4 separate regions of the Mus musculus genome follow, and all the other regions are linked to region 4. The links are chromatin contacts, called in public HiChIP or PLAC-seq maps. All regions are on one chromosome and are shown on one strand. The core of a region is the stretch at or near the end of the contact, and the rest is flanking DNA. Distances in the headings are between cores, read along the strand shown.

Evidence for each region. HiChIP or PLAC-seq counts read pairs in DNA pulled down with a chosen protein or histone mark.
Region 1: a contact with region 4 is called in a FOXA1 HiChIP or PLAC-seq map of pancreatic cancer cells. The contact joins the promoter of Tmem82 here to the promoter of Atp13a2 in region 4.
Region 2: a contact with region 4 is called in a FOXA1 HiChIP or PLAC-seq map of pancreatic cancer cells. The contact joins the promoter of Dnajc16 here to the promoter of Atp13a2 in region 4. A contact is called at or near these places in 1 of 39 promoter capture datasets (pre-B cells) and 1 of 115 datasets of contacts at active chromatin or transcription factors (pancreatic cancer cells).
Region 3: an HNF4G HiChIP or PLAC-seq map of pancreatic cancer cells shows a contact between it and region 4. The contact joins the promoter of Fhad1os2 here to the promoter of Atp13a2 in region 4. A contact is called at or near these places in 2 of 115 datasets of contacts at active chromatin or transcription factors (microglia and pancreatic cancer cells).

Annotation. Positions count from the first base shown.
Region 1 is chr4:141,616,985-141,620,216 of GRCm38.p6, forward strand. It overlaps Tmem82 (transmembrane protein 82), which reads right to left and starts at 1,649. Exons shown (of 6, transcript NM_145987.2): 1 at 915-1,649; 2 at 656-728; 3 at 311-485. The coding sequence starts at 1,002. Slc25a34 (solute carrier family 25, member 34) reads right to left here. Exons shown (of 5, transcript NM_001013780.1): 5 at 1,840-3,232.
Region 2 is chr4:141,789,277-141,792,337 of GRCm38.p6, forward strand. Dnajc16 (DnaJ heat shock protein family (Hsp40) member C16) reads right to left here and starts at 1,368. Exons shown (of 15, transcript NM_172338.2): 1 at 1,314-1,368.
Region 3 is chr4:141,880,000-141,883,041 of GRCm38.p6, forward strand. It overlaps Fhad1os2 (a long non-coding RNA gene), which reads left to right and starts at 1,282. Exons shown (of 5, transcript XR_003955162.1): 1 at 1,282-1,882. It overlaps Gm46874 (a long non-coding RNA gene), which reads right to left. Exons shown (of 3, transcript XR_001784482.1): 2 at 1,873-3,042; 3 at 1-347.
Region 4 is chr4:140,985,504-140,988,513 of GRCm38.p6, forward strand. Atp13a2 (ATPase type 13A2) reads left to right here and starts at 1,418. Exons shown (of 29, transcript NM_029097.3): 1 at 1,418-1,573. The coding sequence starts at 1,564.

The DNA of each region.
Region 1 (3,232 bases), core at 399-2,898, 630 kb after region 4:
ACCAGGCCTGGGTTTACACGGTGCAGGGGATCAAATCCAGGGCTTTGTGTGAGCATGCCAGGCAAGCACTCTACCAACTGATCCACACTCCCAGCTCACAGAACCGACATTTACACGGGTGTGATTGTGTGTGTGTGTGTGTGTGTGTGTGTGTGTGTGTGTGTGTGTGTGTGTTGGGTCTGTCTCGTACTGCCAGGCAACAAACTAAAATCTATGGTTTCCATCTGAAAGTGGGGGTGGGGTCACTAGGCTCTATTTCCCAATCCAGAGGATGAAAGTGGCCCAGAGTGGCCCCACGCTGTCGTCTCACCTTGCCCAGAGACAGCAGAGTGGACACAGCCCGGAGCGAGAACTCCAAGACGACGAGGGCGGCTACCCGGGACCCTATCAAGGTCAGGAACAGGGTCAGACCAGCCAGATGCAGCATCTCCAACGAGGCCCATTGCGCGCTCAGCCGCTGCTTTTGGGGCTGCCGCTGGGGGTCACTGTGGGGGCAGAATGGGTGCCGGCTGAAAGACAGGATCACGGGGTCCTGTCCCGTGGGAGAGTTGCCAGGGCTCCAGCTCAACTCTCTCGGCTCTCTCCAAGAGAGACCAGACTCCGCTCAGGGACCAACTGCCTGGGCAAGGTGGGTGGGACCGACGTGGACACTCACTTGACACAGGCCACGAAGAAATAAACTTTCAGGAGACTGTTGAGAACCGAGACTCCAAGGGCCCCGATCAAGCCTGAGCCAGACAAAGGAGAGGGTGAAGGGGGGGGGGCGTTAGTGTTGTCGGGGAGGAGGCAGGGTGAGCTCAGGGGGCAGCCAGGAGCCGAGACCCCCACGTGGATGTGGGGCCCACCTTGCACTCCGCCCACCCGCGGGAGGGACGTGGCGGGGAGGGGCAGGTGTGCATCCCAGAGGCGCTCACCTTGCAGAAGGCTGTCGAAGAGACTGGAACCCCACTCAAAGGAAGGGAGGCTGGGGAGCCAGGAGGAGAGGGAAGGCAGGGAGAACATGGCAGCCTCCAGGAACCCTCAGCCTCCGACCGGGTCCGCGCTGGGACAAACCCAATGATATCACTGGTCAAAGGTGTCTCTAGAGGACAGGGGAGGGACTAGGAAAGGGTCAAAGGCCTGGGGGCGGGGCCGGGGAGACAGCTGCCTTAGATCTTCCAGGTTGCTGGATTCAGTGGCACTGTCAGCTCGCAGCTGCTGGTGGCTTCCCATTCAGGTCTCAAGGGCAAAGCAGTTAACTGGTTCTGGTCTGTCCCCGCTAGACTTCAAGGCCACCATGCCTTCCGGAAGTCCCTCTTCGGCCAGCTCACCTGGCCTTCCCCCTCTCAGGTGTGGCCCGCACTCAACCTGAAGTGTGACTTGGCCCTCTCAAGTTCCCAAAGCAGAGCTGCTCCCCGCAGCGCTCTGTCTCTTCGGGCTTCTGAAAATTAGTAGTTTAGCTTCTACAAGCCACAGGGAAAGAAGGGTTTGGAATCCCCTTAAGACTTAGGTTGAAGCTGGGCGTGGTGGCGCACACCTTTAATCCCAGCACTCGGGAGGCAGAGGCAGGCGGATTTCTGAGTTCGAGGCCAGCCTGGTCTACAGAGTGAGTTCCAGGATAGCCAGGGCTACACAAAGAAACCCTGTCTCGAAAAAAAAAAAAAAAAAAAAAAGACTCCGGTTGAGCGCAGTCTTTCTTGGGGTCATACTGTTCTCCTTCCGTCCACTAGGTGGCAGGCTTCACCTGGGCGGGCGGGCACTGCTTTTTGGGTCCTTCCTAGAAATAAAAGGCTTGAGATTGAGGGTTTGGGGCGGGGCGGGGCGGGGCAGGGACAGGGAAGCAGAGGGCAATTGCCAAAGTTTACAAAATATAAAACTTTATTGGAGTGTTCAGGAGTGTTCATCTGGAGTAATTTTTCTCACTTGGGAAGTGGTTGGGGAAGGTGGTTGAGGCTACCTGGCCAAGAGCGAGTGTCCACTTTCATAGGAGAAAGGCCACTGGGTGCCTTACACACCTGTCCCTGTGGTGGAGCGTGCCTGCAGTCTGGAGAGAGGGCTCGGAGTGTGTCGTTGGCCCTGCAGTGGCTCTGCTCCGTGACCCACATGGACAGGCACCCTCTTTCCTAGGCCTGAGCTCCCCCGGACGTACACAAACAGGAAGCCTGGACTCAAGCGCTCTAAGACTGCTGCTGACGCCCTAATCCAGCCCCTCAGGGACTGTAGAGGGAGGCCGTGGTAGCTCCCTCGGTAATATGCAGTCCCTGTGTGGGTCCTATTCAACAGAACTGGGTCTCCATCTCCCTGTCCTCCTCCTCCTCCTCTTCCTCCTCCTCCTCTTCCTCCCTTTCCTCCCTCCCCAACCCCCTTCTCCCCTCCTCTCCCTCTCTCTCCTCTCTGGCTCTCATGGAATCCAGGCTGACCTCAGACTTGCTATGGAGCCGAGGATGACTCCGAACTCCAGATCCTCCTGCCTCTGCCTCCCCAGGGCTGAGAATACAGGCAGGGGCCATCATGCCCAGTTCATTTGGATCCTGGGGGGCCTCGTGGGCATCAGGTGGGCAGTCTGCCGACTGATCTATGTCCCCAGCCTGAGGAAAGCTGATTTTACTCAGATTCAGAGAAGACCAAAGGAAGCTGCTCATTTTAAAGTCAAGGAAAGAGGTCTCAGGAGAAGTCAGCCTTGGGCTGTGGTGTGGACCACGGGCAGATCACGTGACCAGCATGCCCAGGCCCTGGCTCTACCACAGCACCACAGATAACTGAAATAAAAGAGAGACGCCAACACCGCCAATACCTTCCTGCGCTTCCAGCTTCAGAAGGTAGGAAAACAGGGTTGTTTGTTTTGCTAAGCCATTGAGGCAGCTTCAGAACTTGGTTTGATAACTAGCTTTGGCCAACCAGACTCTGGGGACACCAAGGACTCCCTGGTGGCACAAGGGTCTCACATGCAGTGGCCTCTGAGGGACACGAAGCCCAGTAGTCCTGATGTAGCCTTGTCTTCGTTGAGAGCATGGTATGGGGGTAGGCAGAGTTGAACTCCAGTCCTGGCTCTGTCATGGCAAACATATGTGGCTCCAGCCAGAGACATGGCTCCCCTCAGCCTCAGTTTCCCCATGCTGAGAGAGGCTCATGTGGTCACACAGTGGGTGGAGGACTGAGGAGCCAGTGCAGCTGAGTGGCTCCCCTAATGGGAATCTTTAAATGTAGGCATTGCTGTGGCCATGAGCTAAGGCATGGTAACCCAGGGGAGAGA
Region 2 (3,061 bases), core at 118-2,617, 800 kb after region 4:
AATTAAAAAAAAAAAGACAAGTCATAATAGATTAATAGATTAGAAAAGTCCTTTTAAAATTACTGGAAATGAATGCTCTGAAACAAGTGGTGACTCTGAGAATATATCTAGGATATCCAGGAGAGGATATCTCAAATGCACCATTTCATCTATCATAACAATAAACTTAAAATAATTGGCTTCAGAGTAGCTGAGAACGGGTCAAATTAGCTCACAAACTCATCATGATTTCTCATGTACTAAATTACATTCTAGGATCATTGTGGCATTTCTGGACACTAAATAGACATGAAAGTAAAACACCTTAAAATAACTGTGCATTAATATTCAGAAGTCTGCTATTATTAAGAATCCAGTTTCTTATCTAAAGAGAACAGGAAAGACTAGAAGAATAGGCACGGCTTTAAAATGTTTTAAACTACAACTCAGCTGAGGGGTAGAACTCAGTGTGGGTTTTGGAATAATCCTGGCTGGTTGATAAGGAGATAGCGTGGACCTGGAGATACACACACTCACACAGGGGGCTGTGATCTTTTATACCATATGCTGGTTTCATGGGTCCATTTATCTTGACCTCACAGTGTTTAGTAAGGTTCAGTGGCTGACACCTTACTCAGGGGGGGTGGATTTTGACAAGTGCAAGCCATAAACCCTGCTTGGGAGTCTTTATAAACAGTTGACCACTGTTTAGAACTGCACACATGCTAAGTAAAATCCACAAGCAAGCCAGTTCCTGTTTCTCTTTTAAGACAGCCTGTTCTGAGGTACTGGCTAAACTCACCCAGATTGGGGATCAGATTGCGGGGGTGGGGGGCTGTCCACCACCATTCTAGGACCTAAACCTGTGTTCTTGCTGATAGGGTGTGACTGAACACCAGCACCTAGCAGGATCTTTATGGGGATGGGGTACAGTAAAGTGGGTAAGGGGTTTACTAAGCAGAATCCACAGGCAGGGTGGGTGAAGTGTCTGCTGCGGGAGTGGGTGAGGTGGGGACAATTTTTGGCTGACGTTCTCCAGCTCCAGGGGGCCGGCCACAGGATTGGGGACGCGCTGGCCAACAGGTAGCCCTCGGCGTCCCCAAGCGCAGGCGGCGGAGGCTCCCCAGACGCTCCGCAGGACCAAGTCCCGACTCGGGCGCCCGCCCGGGTTACGACCTTCCGGGAGGCGGCCCCCTCCCCCGCCGCCCCGGTTCCTGTCGGCTCCCGGGGCCCCCCGGGGCCCAGCGCGGGCTGAGGACGCGGAGGATCTGACGGGAGATCCCCCAGCTTGCAAGGCCCCGCCACGCTCGCGCGTCAAGCCGGGAAGGAGTTACCGGGAAAGGGCACCGGCCCAACCGGCCGCAGCGTCCGTGCTCCAGTGAATCCGCCGGGGCCGGCGCTTCCAGTCCACACCAGAGAACCTGGGGAGGGGAAGGAGGCGGGGCCCAGGCCCGGGGCAGTCACGTGTCACTTAAAGACCCCACGCCTGCGACGCGCGCACAGACCGGTTTAGGCCGCACACGCGATGAACCTATTTTGGCCTTGACGGTCACCGTAGGCACCTGGATCTGGCGCAGTTGCTATAGGAACGGAGAGCGCTCTCTGGCTGGGTCTGAAAGCTTGCTCTTGACTAGCGAGGCCAGAACGTGCCTTCTAGCGAGGCGGAGTCGCTATGCATCACGGGATACCAGGAAGACCTCCCGGAACCGGGGAGGGGTTTCCACTGGTTGCCAGAAGATGGCCCACATCTAGCAACTGTTGCTAGGACGGGGACGCAGTCGCTGGTCCCAGTTCACTTTGACCCTATTCATAGAATCCTAGAGCGTCAGCGTTTGAGGCGACCTTAGGGATTCTTCCTAGTTCAACCTCTTCATATACTGAAGTTCGGAGAGGGCCAAAGACTTGCCCGAAGCTTAGAATCCAAGGCTCCAAATTCAGTACATCAACCCAAGGATGTTCTAGACTGGAATTTGGACAAGAACTGAGGGAAAGACGGGCGTGGTTGCGCACGCCTTTAATCCCAGCACTTGGGAGGCAGAGGCAGGTGGATATTTGAGTTCGAGGCCAGCCTGGTCTACAAAGTGAGTTCCAGGACAGCCAGGACTGTACAGAGAAACCCTGTCTTGAAAAAACAAACAAACAAGCAAACAAACAAACAAACAAACAAACAAAAGAACCGAGGGAAGAGGGCGTGGTGAATAAGGCTGACATTTTTTTTTTTTTTTTTTGCGCCCGTGACCAAGGGCTCTTGATGTATTTTCTATTCCATGCCTCGTGTTGAGTGAGTTCTTATGTAATCGGTTTCTAAAACACTTACCTAGCATGCTGTTTTTGTTGTTTGCTTTTGAGACAGGGTCTCACCGTGTAATCCTCGCTGGCCTGGAACTTACTAGGTGAATCAGGGTGGTCTCAAACTCAGGAGATCTGCCTGCCTCTGCCTCCTCAAAGAGTGCCGGGATTAAAAGTCTGCACTACCATGCCTGGCTCTCTCTTCTATACATTTAGTGTATATCGTTGTTCTTTGGGCTCTTTCAGGTAGAGCTCTTTCAGGTAAGCTCCTGCAGGTAGAGTCTCACACTTTTCTTGTTCAGCATTGTATCACTGTCTGCACAGACCTTGGTTTGTACAAGCTGCCAGTAAATATTTGAATAGTTAGTTGCAAAATAAATAAAAAATGAAGCTAAAGCCTATCATCGTCATCCCCCCCCCCCCCCCCGCCTCTCGTGCATGCTAGGCGAATGCGCTGTCGCAGAGCTGAATATTGGTCTGTGCCTAAGGCTTTGCTGCTCGAGTGACCTATACTATACCTGTGTTTTGGATTGATTTTCTGCACTGGCACCAGCAGACCAATTTGCACTCACTCATGTTTATTTTTACCAAGCTGAAACTAGGTTATTTAACAGTCTGAGAAATCAGGTGGCAGGGATAACTGCCAAATCCCCAAACAAGCCAGTTTTAGCCAACGTGGTGAATCTCCTTTACTTTGGGGCAACTAACCCCCTTTGAGTTTCTCATTACTGCTCTCCCCAGATTTCCTGTTTGTAAATTCACCTCAGCTGCTCCTCCCGAGTGTACATCCTAT
Region 3 (3,042 bases), core at 32-2,531, 890 kb after region 4:
CTGAGCTTCTGGGGGAATCAAGAAAGGGATTAGTGAGGCCTTCCGAGATAACCCTGGGTCAGAGCATGCAGCCTAGAGCATGCGCCTAGCACTCAGGAATGCCAGGATACTAATTAATCATCAGTCATCAGGAAAGCCTCATAAAGACCTCAGTCATCAGGAAGCCCCAGATGGACCGAGATGATGCTTAGCCGTCAATGTCCAGGGATACCATAAACACTCACTTGAGGCGACGGGGTGATGGCAGGGGAAGGGAATCTTAATCTTTCTCTTCAATCTCTTACAGCATCTGGAGGCCATTCAGTGGGGGCAGTGAAGGTAGGTAGTGGCTCCTGAGGCCCCGCTGCCTGGAGCAGGAAGAAAGGGAGGTAAATATGCAAAGGGAGATTATGAGTTGACCTGAGGTAAGATTTCATATTATTTGCATATGGGTTGGGGGTGTAGCTCAGTGATAGAATGCTTGCCTAGCATTTGTGGGTCCCTGTGTTTGATCCTCAATATTCTAAGATTTAGTTGTGGTTGTTTTTAATTGCATATATCTGTGTGCATGTGCATGCATATATGTGTATGTGTGTATGTATGTATATGTGCGTATATGTGTATATGTGTGTGTGTATGTATGTGTGTGTGTTGGTGGTTGTGCTGGGTTGGTTTTTTTTTTTGTCAACTTGGCGTAAACCTATCTGGAAGGAAGTGACCTCAACTGAGGAATTGCCTCTGTGAACCAAATTCCTGGAAAGAAGCTGTGCCCCGCAGAGCCTGATTGGTTGGTTAGTGTTACAGTTCTCTGAGGAGACTGGAATGTCGCAGTTCCAAAGGCTACTTAGTTACTTCACCTTGGGCTAGTTCTAGCTCTCAGGAACAGCCAGACCATATGCCCACTCCCACCCCCACCCTGCCCCACTAACGTCCTGTGACTGATACATGAAAATCTTTGGGAATCTAGTAACTTAACAGACTACCAGCTTCCACCAATCCAAGAGCTAAGAATGCCATCAGACAGCACCTGGAGCCTATGGCAAACGCCAATCTCACGGTACCCGCCTCTCTGGTATACCCACCGATGTATTTTGAACTAGCTGTAAAAACTTCATGATACGGCTTCTACACTGGAATATAGAATTTGGGGGTAAACTAGATCTGGCCTCGGGAGACAGAGGCAAGTAGATCTCTGCCTTTGAGGCCAGCCTGGTCTACAAAGTGAGTTTCGGGACAGCCAGGATTACACAGAGAAGAAACCCTGTCATGAAGAACCAAAATAAATACATAAATAAATAAAATTTAAAAATAAACAAAACAAACAAACAAACAAAAGAATTGATGTGGGAGAGTCCAGCCCGCTGCCTCAGATCCTGCCTCTGGGTTCCTGCCTTTCGTTTCTTCCCTTCTTGATGGATGGTAATCTGGCCAAGGAAGCCAAATAAGCCCCAGCAGTAGACAGTGTACCAGAACAATGGCTGTGGAGGGTGTGCCACAGTGCTGCCTGGGAGGCCAGAGGACAACTGTAGGAGTTAGTTCTCAACCTCTGCCACATCTGGCCTGGGGACAGAACTGAAGTTAAGGCTCTGACAGCAAATTCCTTTGCCAGCTGAACCACCTCACCAGCCTCCAAATGCTGTTTTAAGTCATAGGCAAGTTAATGTCTCAGAGTCCGCAGCCATTTCCTCTGAATTGAACGTCCCTTGCGTCCCTTGCGGGAAGGAGGGGAGGGACCCAGAAAGTAAACAAACCTGGAAACAGGAGATTACACAGGGCTCCTCCCCAGGGCTTGGAGACCTGAAACAACTGGGGAGGAATGGGGATTCCGACCACCTGCACATCTGCCTCCAGGGTGCCTCGCCCTCCAGGAGTGTGTCTTTCCTGAGTCCTCACCTGTGTGGGGGTGAGTCCTCCATCTCACTCCGGTAACTCCCCGTAGACTCATATGTTCCAGGATGGACTTAGCGTACTGATTTTTTCAGACTGTCATCTGTTCCTGTCTGGGTGAATAGATGTTTGTTCGTGCAACAGTTAGTCATTTCAAATCCTTTAAGATGATGTGTGTATGTCTGTAGGGAAAAGATACCTTAAGCCCAGCCCTTCTGGCACTGGAGTGCCCTTCTGGGCTCCTTCCAAAGACGGTCCTAACATGGGCATAAGACTGGGACTTTCATTCTGGCAGTAGCTACTCTGGGAAAACAGTGTCCTGCTGCTTGCAGATAAAAAGGATAGATTTGTGAAGTGTGCCGGACACTGGGTGTGGCCCGGGATCCTTTCCTGTTCTGGGCTACCGGGAGACTGATGTGGGGCAAGAGTAACTGTGTTGGAGTGTGAGATCCACTGGACCCCACAGAGTAAACTAGGAAGGTTACAGCTACCCTTACCCATCATGAACTATTGATGAAGCAGCTGATAGAGCAGCCCTGGCTGCCTTTGTACCCCTCTCCCTCAGGCCCAGCGTAGTGGCTAGTCTAGCTTACAGGGAAGGCACGGGATATATTTGTTCATGCTCTGTGATACCCTGAGAAGGCTGGGGACACATTGGATATTTTCTCAATGTCCCCTCTAGAGCATCCGGTGGCCCACTTTTAGGTCTGAAGGTCACTGCCAAGAAACAGAAGCTGCCGAAGTGACACCTCTGAACCCACATGACTCGACACAAAGCTCACAGGAATGCAGAACACAAGCTTCTCAAGTGTCTGTCCCCTGTTGTCTCTGAGGGAGTGACACTGGCATCAGATAGGGGTTCGGGCAGTGTGACACGCTGGCCTTTGGGTTATCGCTGTAACCCGGAGGTTATTTAAGTAGCTCTCTGCTCAGCAGACAGAGTAATAATAGCTAGGAGGTCTGGAAGGCACTGCGTGTGGCCACAGCAGGGGCACCTGAGAATGTAGGACACCGTAGAGTTAACACACAGTGGACCAAAGCAGGCATAGGTGAAGTTAGGTGAAAGGGGTAACTGGTACTTGGGACAAGCTATACTCCCAAGAGACTAACGGAGGAAGCAGGTGACTCAGGCAGATACCAGGAAGCCCAGGAGCTGGAGGCTGCAGGCAGCATTCC
Region 4 (3,010 bases), core at 168-2,667:
CCGGGGCTGGGGAGATGGCTCAGTGGATAAGAGCATGGGCGGTAGCCGGGCAGTGGTGGCGTACGCCTTTAATCCCAGCACTTGGGAGGCAGAGGCAGGTGGATTTCTGAGTTCGAGGCCAGCCTGGTCTACAAAGTGAGTTCCAGGACAGCCAAGAAGATACAGAGAAACCCTGTATCGAAAAACCAAAAAAAAAAAAAAAAAAAGAGCATGAGTGGCTCTTCCAAAGATCCTGGGTTCAATTCCCAGCACCCACATGGCAGCTCATAGCTGCCTGTAACGCCAGTTCCAGAGGATCCAACACCCTCACACAGACACGCATGCAGTCAAACACCAAGGCACGTGAAAAGAAATAAAATTTAAAAAAAAAAAATAGGTCCAAACCCAGTAATATGGCTCAGGGGGTAAAGGTGTTTGCTGGGGACTTAAGGTCAATTCCTAGGCACCCACAGAAAGAATATGACTGACTCTTGAAGACTGTTCTCTGATGTGCTATTGTGCATACATGCACCACCACCACCACCACACACACACACACACACACACACACACACACACACACACACACACACACACACACAATTAGAATTAATAGTGCTGTTTTGTTTTGTTTTGAAGAAAAGGAGACCCAGGGAGGTTAGCTTACACATCTACAGTCACACAGCCTGGAAGAGACAGGGGCAGGCTTGAACCTGCACGCGTAAGGTGCAGTGCTGAGGGGTGCGCCTGAGGCTGTGGTCGCGGACAGGACACTTTCTCCTCTTCCACCTCTGTCTCCCAGTATGGCCCCCCTGTTTGTCTGCCAGCAGCCTATCCGTGTGCCTGTCTTTTTGTCTGTCCTGTCTCCCAGCATATCGGTTTTCCGTTTGTCTGTTCTGTCTGGAGACTGTCCCACCTGTGTCTTCCAACCTCTCCCTCCCACTCTGCCTGCCTATTTGATGTTTGTCTGTCCGCCTGTTTCCTGTATTATTGTTGTTCTATATGGAGGCTGTTCCAATGGGGTGTCCCAACGTTCCTTTCTGTTTGTTTGTCTGTCACCTCTCTACCTCTTTGTCTGTTGTCTGCCTGGTGCCCCCCCCCCCGCCCCTTTCTGTCAAGCCGGTCCACTTGTGTCTTCCCAGCATCGCCCTCTGTCTGCCTGTATGTCTGCCTACCTGTCTCGCAGCCTGTCCTTTTCCGTCTATCTCTTTTGTCTGGGGACTGTCCCGTCCACATTCCCTTGCTTCCCATCTCTTCCCTCCTCTCCCCATCCCCCGACTCGCGCCTCCACCCACGCTGCCCACAGCATCAAGATCTCAGCGAGCTCCGGACAGAGGCCAGACTGGGAACTACAAGTCCCGGCAGCCCGCGCGGCAGCGACGGACGCAGGCGCCGTGGAGGGGCGGGGCTTGACGGCCGCAGACTGCGGCACAGTTCCAGTCGCCGTCGCGTCTTGCAGGTGCTGCCCAGCCCGGCCCCTCCGCGGATCGCCGCAACCGGCGCCCCCCGACCGTGCCCCGGGGCCTCGCACGCCGAGCCCAGGCCGCGGGCCACAGCGGCCGGCGATGAGCGCGAGGAGCCGAAATGAGCGCAGGTGAGCGGCGGCCCGGCCCTCCCTTCGGGTCTCATCCCCAGGCCCCCAGAGACAGATTTAGGTTGCCGCTGCGCTCACCCTAGGGCCGGGGGTTCCTGCCCTCCCCATCCCCTCTGAATGCATTCGACCCTGAGTGACAGGTCCCAGTGATGGACGCGGTGCACCGCCGTGGGTCCTCTGTGCAGCACCCATATGTGCTACATGAACAGGATTAGGGAAGCCAGCTCTCTGCCGAGGCACAAATGCACTCCTGACCTACACAGAAAGCTTGCCAGTGGCCACATCCAAGGACCATATCCTGCATGCCCCCCCCCCATGCCAGAATGAGTGTCTTAGGCTGAAACCAAAATCCCACCAGATGCAGATGGTCTGCTAACCTCCGGGTGCTAGCATGTCTCTGTCTAGCCCAGTCCCCAACTTCCATCCGACAGTGTCTTAGGTGAGGAATGGAAAACAATAGGGGGCTACAATTCAACTTGTGATAAGAACAACGTCTTCCCCTTATGCACCAGACCCCTGACTCTGCACTTGAGCAAAGTCTCTAGCGTCTAGCATAGCACCTAGAATCTACATAAAGACCTCCTAGGCGCACACCCTCCCAGCTTGAGGGAAGCCATGAGCTCATGGCCATGGGGGAGCCACCAGAAGTAGATGCTGGTGCCCTGGGCCACTGATAGATTAGCAGCCGGAAGCTGGGTCTTCCGCAGGAAATAAGAGGTTCCCAAATGGCTTTGACTCCCACCCCTCAGCTCTACGGTGCTGGTGTGGCTGCCCCAGGGCTGGGAACTGGGCTCAAGCCTCGTCTCTGCCATGCGTGTCTTTATGTTGGTCTTTCATTCTTGGCCTGCCTTTTCTTGGGCTTTGTGTTTGGGTTTCTGGCTGAGTGCTGAGAAGGGTGTCAAACCTGGACCTTTTGCTCTACTGGAGCTATATTGTAATTTTGTTGTTGTTGTTGTTGTTGTTGTTTTGTTTTTTGAGATAGGGTTTCTCTCTGTAGCCCTGGCTGTTCTGGAACTCACTTTGTAGACCAGGCTGGCCTCGAACTCAGAAATCCGCCTGCCTCTGCCTCCCCAGTGCTGGGATTAAAGGCATGTGCCACCACACCCGGTGCAATCTTTGCATTATATTATTTAATCTTTTAAAGATTTGTTTTTAAAATGTTTGTGTGTGTATGTGTGTGTGTGGCTTTGAGGGGATTACAGAAGGTTGTGAATGCTGAAAAGCAAACTCATGTCCTCTAGGAGAGCTGACTGTACTCTTAACTGCTGAGGTAACTCTCCAGCCCCTATTATTTTTATTGTTTGAGATTGGGGTGTCATGTAGCCCAGGCTGGCCTCAAATCCAATACTTAGTCGTGGATGACCTTGGACTAATCCTGTTTGCATGTCTTCAGTGCTGGTATTACAGTCATGGGCCACTAAACCTAGCTCTCATTTT